3 separate regions of the Drosophila melanogaster genome follow, and all the other regions are linked to region 3. A link is a contact called in public Hi-C and targeted proximity ligation data. All regions are on one chromosome and are shown on one strand. The core of a region is the stretch at or near the end of the contact, and the rest is flanking DNA. Distances in the headings are between cores, read along the strand shown.

What was found. Hi-C and Micro-C count contacts between places; a contact is called where the count stands out from the background.
Region 1: a contact with region 3 is called in a Hi-C map of the Kc167 cell line, with 4 times the contacts expected there. A contact is called at or near these places in 13 of 107 Hi-C or Micro-C datasets (the Clone 8 cell line, the Kc167 cell line, the PNm cell line and 8 more).
Region 2: a contact with region 3 is called in a targeted proximity ligation map of the Kc167 cell line, with 6 times the contacts expected there. A contact is called at or near these places in 3 of 107 Hi-C or Micro-C datasets (the Clone 8 cell line, the Kc167 cell line and the S2 cell line) and 2 of 7 datasets of targeted methods (both in the Kc167 cell line).

What each region holds. Positions count from the first base shown.
Region 1 is chr3L:6,702,225-6,705,042 of dm6, reverse strand. It overlaps SP1173 (SP1173,), which reads left to right and starts at 1,522. Exons shown (of 6, transcript NM_168178.2): 1 at 1,522-2,180. It overlaps CG8519, which reads right to left and starts at 183. Exons shown (of 3, transcript NM_139797.4): 1 at 1-183.
Region 2 is chr3L:6,741,638-6,744,484 of dm6, reverse strand. It overlaps dikar (dikar,), which reads left to right and starts at 1,321. Exons shown (of 10, transcript NM_001274552.1): 1 at 1,321-1,459; 2 at 2,436-2,570; 3 at 2,695-2,783; 4 at 2,846-2,847. The coding sequence starts at 2,543. velo (veloren) reads left to right here. Exons shown (of 9, transcript NM_206286.2): 9 at 1-59.
Region 3 is chr3L:6,549,299-6,551,998 of dm6, reverse strand. It overlaps MCU (Mitochondrial calcium uniporter), which reads right to left and starts at 1,260. Exons shown (of 8, transcript NM_144449.4): 1 at 1,163-1,260; 2 at 50-235. The coding sequence starts at 166. It overlaps sfl (sulfateless), which reads right to left. Exons shown (of 7, transcript NM_079222.5): 7 at 1,895-2,700.

The DNA.
Region 1 (2,818 bases), core at 273-2,772, 150 kb before region 3:
TATCTCAGTCCGCCACGATTCGATCTGATTTGGAGTATGTCTTTTTCACCTTTTCTTTTTCTCTCTGACTGATCTCTGCTTATTTTCTTTTTTTTTGTTTTTTTTTTTGGTTGGGATTGTATCTCTTGGATTTCAGCCCGCCCGCATCCGTGCGATTTGCGCGGCCAACTGATTTCTACTGAAAAGAAAGAGCGGCGGAATCTGTGCTACGCCGGAGTGTAAGTGTAGATCGGGGATCTTCCGATCGACCCGATGTCTATAGCTTTTCGCGAGTGTGCGAGCGAGCAACAACCAAAAATAGACAGTACGAGGAGCGGAGCGGAGCAATTCCAATCCCCCATCCCGATCCCCAATTCCCAGACACGCGCCCTGCAAAGGGTTAAAGTTAAAAGTTGCTCACTCGGCCAATAGGCTAATCGGTGGCATCGAAAATAGCCCCATCGATGTGCCACATCCGATCGCTATATCTGCGGCCATTTAGGATCGTTTCGAGGGAGCCAACCGCCATCATCATCATCGTTCTTGTGGGCCAAGACAAATGCAACTGCGAGTGGCTGACGGCAAATGTCGCCTTAAATTAAATTTAATTGACACTCTGGGGCTGAGCGAAGCAGCTGTGGGTTGACAACTGTTTCTGGATGTGTGGTTATCCTACTTCTATTATCGAAAAGCCCCTTAGATTGCAGCTGTTATGACGGGCAGTTAAAGTTTGTTTGGTTATTCAAAGTAATTGCACCTGGCGTAGGAATTAATTATTAAGCGTTTGGGGGAGGTTAGTTCAGACAAGTAAGGATTATGAATATACAGGTACATATTATATTTTTCAACTTCTACCAATGTATATTTCAATATTGAAGTAGAACATAAAATATTATTAATTTTAAATAAATACTGATTAAATAAGAAAGTACGCAGTTCTGAGCAAAACCCTAGTTCTCAACAAAGGTTCCTTTTGGGGAAAATATAAGTATCAAATAACTAGTCAGACAGTAAAAGTCAATTAAAATCTACCAAATGCAAACATAAACATAATATTATTATTTACTTAGCGTTTCCGCCTCATGTTGACAACGAATTAAGGACCTTTTAGTTATGCATATTAGGTCAATATTTTCTAGTTCATTAAGGAAATGGTCTGTAGCCATGTCCCATATGCATATCAGCCAGACTAAAACACCCTCAGCAACAATGCACGTGTGTCTATCCGCATTGTGCCGCCGAGGATTTCCCATTGCGGGGGTGTTTCCGTGCGAATGTGAGCAGCCCTAAGGGTTGAAAATTCCAGACGCCCGAAAAAAGCGGAAGGCATTTCGTTAGACGGGAAAATCTTGGCAAGAGCCAAATAGAAATCGTAACACAAATATAGGGGTAATCATTGGCGCCGACCGCTAAAAAGTATGCAACACTATTTTTTCAGCGACTCTTAAGCCACAGTCGCGTCCCAGCACATTGGGAAATTGGGAAGGGTAGCCGAAACAGCTGGCTGTGAATGCTTTCCGGTTTTTTGCCGCTGTTGCCCGTTTAGTTTTCTTTCGAACGGCGAGGCGTTTGGACGCGCACGCGGATTACCAGTTGGGAAAATATATCGAAACCGTGCCTCGAAACTCACCCACGCCGGGAGCTTCTTTGACTTCTGGCAGCTGCCGCCAAAATAAAAAAAATACATATCGAATAAAAACAAAGTAGTTTTTATTCGAGGCATCCGCGCGACGCGCACTTTTCGGTGTGTTTTCATTTATTAGCTACTTATACATAACATAATAGTGTGTTTCCTTCTGCTTCTTTGGCTTATTCGAAAAACTTATTTTCGTAGTCTCGACTCGTTTTTAGAAATCGCTGCGCGTTTAGCTTGGCAGTGTCGCCTGTTATTCTTGTGCCAGCCAGTGTTGAATTTGAAATATTTTCATTTAATTTGAAAATAAGAAGAAAGAAAGCGAAATAAAAATACAATCAAATACGATTTCGTATATTCCCTGACGACAAGTGCTCGTGGTGTTACTCTACTTGTGCGATTGACAGTGTGTGCTTTTGGTTAATGGAGAATACATAAATAGCAAATAATGTACCCATAACAAACAAGAAGCTACGAATTGGCCATTGACTGAATAATTAGCCTAAGCAATTGCCAGAAGAACGGAAACATTAATGAGCGATTTTCGGCTAACGTTTATGGCAGACAGGCAAATACGAATTATTATATATTCATATACTAACAAATAAAAGTGAATTTGCATGTAAATTATTTACTTAAATTGGAAAAGGGGATTTTGGACGGAAAACGTTACAGGAAGTTTTATACTTTTTTTAACATATTAAAATTTATAAATATTTTTTTATTTCGTTTTGAGATTTCACATTTTTTGTAGTAAAATGTACTTTTATACATTTTTTTAAGACCTTAAAGACTTTACTTATAAACCATGTTTTGGATAACATGTTTATAATTATCCCTAGGCATATCCTTCGTAAAACCTTCTTTAAAGCTTAGTCATCAATCATTTCGCACACAAAACACACTGACACACAATCAAACCCACTCACAAAATTGTGATGTCATCTGGCTTGGCGGCTTCTGCGGTCACCGTTGGCAGCCAAAAGACGAAATTAAAAGCGAAAATGATGTGACTTACTAACCACAAATGGAGGACGACTTCGTTGCCAGCAAGGACTTCGTTTGCCCTCGGTCACGTGTTGCATTTGCCTCGAAGGATTCTCGTGATTCCCGTTTGGTTTAGGGTCTGCGAATGAAATCATCAGCTCGCAGAAGAGAAAATCAATGAAATTGTAGGGACAAACTTTTATTCGTTCACGCACTGAA
Region 2 (2,847 bases), core at 72-2,571, 190 kb before region 3:
TAAAAAACTACACTAAACTAAAACTATAAATAAAGACTAAATTACTATGTATGAAATACAAGAAACTGGTGTTTGGACTTTTTAAGCGAGTATTAATGGGAAAAGTGAGAAAGTTGTTATAGTTTTTGGAAAGTCATTTGAAATGGAGTCATTTGTTTAAAAATAAATTCACAATAATTTGGTTTAATTCCTGAATTAATTTGCAATTTCAATGATCTTGAAATAACTTATTAATTTCGAACAGCTAAATTTATATGTATAACAAAAATAAGGGTTTTATTATATTACAGTAGTGCGTTACTTGTTTGTTCTTGGGGAGGCTTTCCCAGCACCACTTTATTTTACAACAAATTTCGTGGTCGCCCTTGCCCAAACCAGTTTCGCATGCCTCGCCATGTAGGCTAGAATCGCCATGTAGATGGCACCTACATGGTGGGACTCCCCGAGGCACGTTGTTGAACAGAATGCAATTTCGGCCGAAATTCGTATAAATTAGCTTGCAGACTTTTGCAAACATTGCATGCGCGCTCAACTTGAATTGCAGCTTTGGATGGTTTTGCATAATTTTGGTTAATCTTTAATTGATAGCCCCCCAACCCGCGATTTATGCCATGTAGTTACTTTAGAACATACATGACGACCTACATGGTGACTGGCACGCACACACCCGCACTTGTGCGTGTGAAGCAACAACACACACTAGCACGCCGCCATGTAGTTAACGGCGGAAAAGTTAGGTTAGACTCACAGCTGCTCTCGCAAAGGAGGGGTGGGAAGGCAAGAAAAAAAGACTGTTGAAGGAGGGGTAGCGGAGAGGCGAATGGCAAGCGAAAAGCGACCGGAAGAAGGAAATCGATCTATCGATAGAATCGGGGAATGTTGTAAATTGCGCATTAATGCTTACAAACTTCTATAGTAAACAAAACAAAACATAATACATGTATTGGCAAGCAGATTATTAAATTATTAAATTATTTTTTTATTAAAATTAAATTATCTTAAAATACTTTTCTTATCTGCAGAATTGTGTTTATGTGGAAAAGCAAGCATATTTAAAATAAAAATGTATTAATCTGATTTTAAAGTTTCATTGAATATATGTTTTACAAACTTAAATACTTTAAATTTAAAACTAAAATACACAATTGAAAACTATTTAATATGAAAAATATGAAAGGTGAACCGTTTTGAAGAAATAAAGTCGATTTACCAATTTAAATCCAAAACAAATATATTAACTATCGTTTAGAGCCACTTTGCCCCGAGTGCCGCATCTCTAGTGAACCATCGATGGCTGGCGTGTTGACGAATTTCAGACCACCACTAGTTATCGAGAGCCACGATAATTTCTTCGCCGCGTTTGCTGCTCGCTGAAGAAAAATAAAATTAACCAGGAGCGCAAAAAAACGCGAATCGCGTATTGTCTGCGCAGATAGCCAGATTAACGGGATCGAAACGGGTAGGCATGCCGTTCAATCAATCGATCGCAGCGAACTGTTTAGTGCGTGCTGCTATTGTTGTGAAATAATTAATAATATTTTATGGCAGATGGAGCCCCTCTGCGTACAACTATGTGTGTGTGTGCCCTGGCATCCGAGTGTGTGCGTGCGTGTGTGTGGAAAAAGAAATTGAGGGGGAAAAAGCAGAAAGAAAAGATGACTGGGAAATGGGCGTCTCTAAAGTTAAATGACATTTTCACACGTAACTGAAAAATATATATACGTGTATTAATAAAAATAAATACACACTGCCCAGCAGGCAAAAAACGGAGGCGGAGAAAAGCCGTCGGTCGTCAGCCGCCGCGCGCATGCTCCACAAAATTGGAAGTTAAATAAACTGCTATGTACGCCAACTAAATCTGCGCACCATAACCTTTCATCGCGTGCAATTTGCGGTGAAAAGCGGAAAAAAACCAACTGCCCAAAAGCCGTGTAAATTGCACATTATAATTGCAAAATAATCGAGTGCAGTGTAGTCAAAATAGTAGTGCCCATTCGCGGGAGCGGGACGGCATGCAAACGTGAAAAAGTGAGCGGTTCGGCTATTGGCTCAATGTACTGGTGCCGTCCCGCTTTGACGCACGCCTTGGCCGCTTGTCGGCTGTCTGTTTTGATTTTCTCTTCGTGAAAATAAGCGCGCGTACTTTCTTTTGACCTACCGTCCACCCACTCGACCCTTCCCACTCCCATCCCCATCCCCTGCGCTGCCCAGACCCTTGCGTGCATCGGAATGTTTGATAAGTGATAAAGCCAGATGTTTGTGTATATATCGCCGCCAAGTGTCCCAACACACACACACATGTTGCACACATTTTTTTTGTCTGAATTCTGCGCTCGCTCTTTTTGCCGCCTTTTGACTTTCGGTCGTGTAATTTGAGCCTAATTCGTTAACGCCTGACCACATACGTTATATATACATATATATTATATACGCAGCCCGACTTCCACACCAGAGAGCTACTAAAGAGGCCCAGGAATTGTTCTTACTGACATCTATAAAATCCCGCAGAGGAGCAACGTTTCCAATAAGCAAGCATACATAAATGGTTTCTACTTTCATTGGATTATTAGGTGAGCAATAAATTTACCAAATCAGTTCCTACTTAACAAAACCAATATAATAGTGGAAATATATACAACAAGAGTCGCAAGTTACCGAAAAATTTGCTAAATCACATTGTTTTTCTCTTCGCAGACATTCAATCATGGTGGGAGATACCGTGTATTTCGCATTTCTGTTCATTGTTTAGTTCTGCCTTTGATCTGCCCGACATCGACATCGAGGTGAGTAACTGATAAACACCTTCTAAAGAGAATCAATCATAAAAAACGCACTGCATCCACAGGA
Region 3 (2,700 bases), core at 11-2,510:
GTTTTCCTGAACTGTGTATGTGCGTAGGTACTTTGTATGTAGCACTCACCAGGGCGAAGGTGGTGCCGGGGGCCAAACGCAGGGCGAGACTTCTATGGGTGGTGGTGGTCGCTGGTCGCAGGAAGAGCCGAAAGGCGCTGACCATGGCAGCCCTATTTCTGGACATGATGCGGCTCGCTTAACAGGAACTGGTTGTACGGCTGGATTGAACACTACACCACAGCACTGAATACTCCTTTTTATTTTTATTGTAAATCACGATAACACCGGTTATGGGGGGGTAAATAATGAGTAATGTGTTGCAATTCCGCGCCCAACTTATTGTTTGGATTAGAAAATAAATAAGAAATACAAGTACACTAAGAGGCTTGGCACTACCTTTCAGCCAAAATCTAATTTTAAACGCCTATGTGCGAAACGGGTATTATTTATTCGAACCGGAAACTTTAGCGAAGCCTCTTTCATCGTCGTGGATTTCAAAGGCACCGTTAGAATCTTCCGATAGGCTCGAATAGATAGCTCCCACGATAAATAAACAAAAGCGGCCAATGCGAATTTCACTTTCACCTAACATTTTGACATGATTACGTTTAATTTTGACTACTTTAACAAAGTGTATAAGTTGTGACAGGGAAAATGCAACAAGCCGCAACCAACAACAAAAACAACCAAGAACGGGCGCGAAAAAGGAGAACGGGAGAATTTTCTGTGAGAAGGGGCGAAGAGAATTACCGGTTTTACCAAGCGAATCTTCTTTAACTTTTCATGCGCGGCACATAGGGCTAAAACCCAGCGATTAGCACTCGGAATAAAATTATATATACATATGTGGAAAGATATATATTCTGGGAATTTAATTATTGGGAACGCGCCGTTTTAATGGACCATTCGCTGCACGGCACTCTCTCTTTCGCTCTCTTTGCACTCTCTTCGCCCACGACTTTTTATTTAAAGCCGGCTGTGAGAACACGCGATATTATTATTAATAATTAACTCTTTTTGCAACTGTCGTTTGTGGCCGAATACCTGTTAGCACGTGCTACTTTTATCGTTCTATGGCTTATCTAGCTGATATTTAAATTTATAGCTTGCGGTTTCGATTTGAAACCGACGCGCCAACCATATATACCGTTGTTTTCTTATATAAATAAATTTTAGTTACTCGGAAATATACACCGAAATTGCGCGTATTTGAATGTTAATATTCAAAGTTGTCAATAAAATAAGAAAACATCAACTCCCACAACCGACACGAACGAACTACAGAAATGAACTAACCGAAGCTGCAAACGAAAAGCTATGCCTAATCGATACTATCGGTGCGCACCCAGCACCAATCGATTACCATGCTGTTATGTCACTGTTTTCACTGAATAACGTGGCGCCAAAAAAAATATTTAAAAAATTAAATATGCTTGTACAGAAATAAATTGTTTTTTAAATTTGTTGTCTATTTATTTATATTTTGTAATATGGCAAAGCGGCACAGTAAAATAAATGTAATTGTGCTTGTCCATCGGATGAATTTTTACTACTCTTACATATAATTATAATAGTCAATGAGAAGCAAAGCTTTTTGAAAATAACGAATTTTGGGGTCATATGCTGAAGTTGCCATTTCGATTTCTACACACGTTTATTCGATAAAAATACACAATTTTTTATCCGTATCTAGCGAATACTCTTTCCTTTTGGTTCCTGAACTCGATAAATGTGGATGGTGCCCTCGTTAAAGGTGCATGTCTTAGCTTGTCGTGTTTACTTGGTTTTAGAACATTGTTTAGGTTCGTGTCTCGACTGTTTAGTCGGCTTGTGATTGAAATAGTTTTTTTAGTACAAAAGTAAACCTACTTTTCAAATTTCCCGCATAAACGCGCCAATGAATAATTCGCATCCATTTTACACTTGCAATAATTTCGCTTTTATTATTGTCGCATTACCAATCTAAACTTGAACTAGTCCTCATACATTTACGCATATATCCAACTATACAATAGAGCTTTGCTTAGTGCTGCGTTAAAAATACAACTAGAGTTTTACACTTTTACATCGAGGCCTGTGACAAGCGCATTTTAAGTCTACTTAGGCTAAAAACATCTATAATACACTTAGGGGATAGAGGCAGCCTTATGCTTAACGTACTAGTCCGATATATATATATATCTGGGTTTTACTGTAGCATTCGTTAACTGCTGGAACAAAGTCACAGTCGTGGCATGGATTTGAAATGCTTAAGGTACACAGAAGTTTCTGTGGCTGCCGTGTGTATAGTAGTACATAGTTATGTATTTTGGAGTTGTCAAAAGTTATTTGATCGAGTCTTTACGATGAGGAGAGCTGAATCGGTGTCTGAGGTAATAGTAATAACGAAAGTGCTGGATTATGCGTAAACTCAATTAGGCGCTTAATTCGCCATTGCCAACTAATAAACATTAAACAACTAACAAAGCGCATTTATGCATTTATTCATGATGCCTCATGATATTATTTATGATAATTTATAATGCGCAAGCATACACACACACTCATGCCTATTTACACAATGTCCGCAGATAAATTCACACAGATACGCACTCATACACTGTACAACTTTAGCTGACAACTGCAGTGACATTAATTAGCTGCAATAGCAACGAACAAAAAAGATTTATGCATGTTAAAAGCGACTAATTATGTTATTTTTTTCATCTTAATTTATCT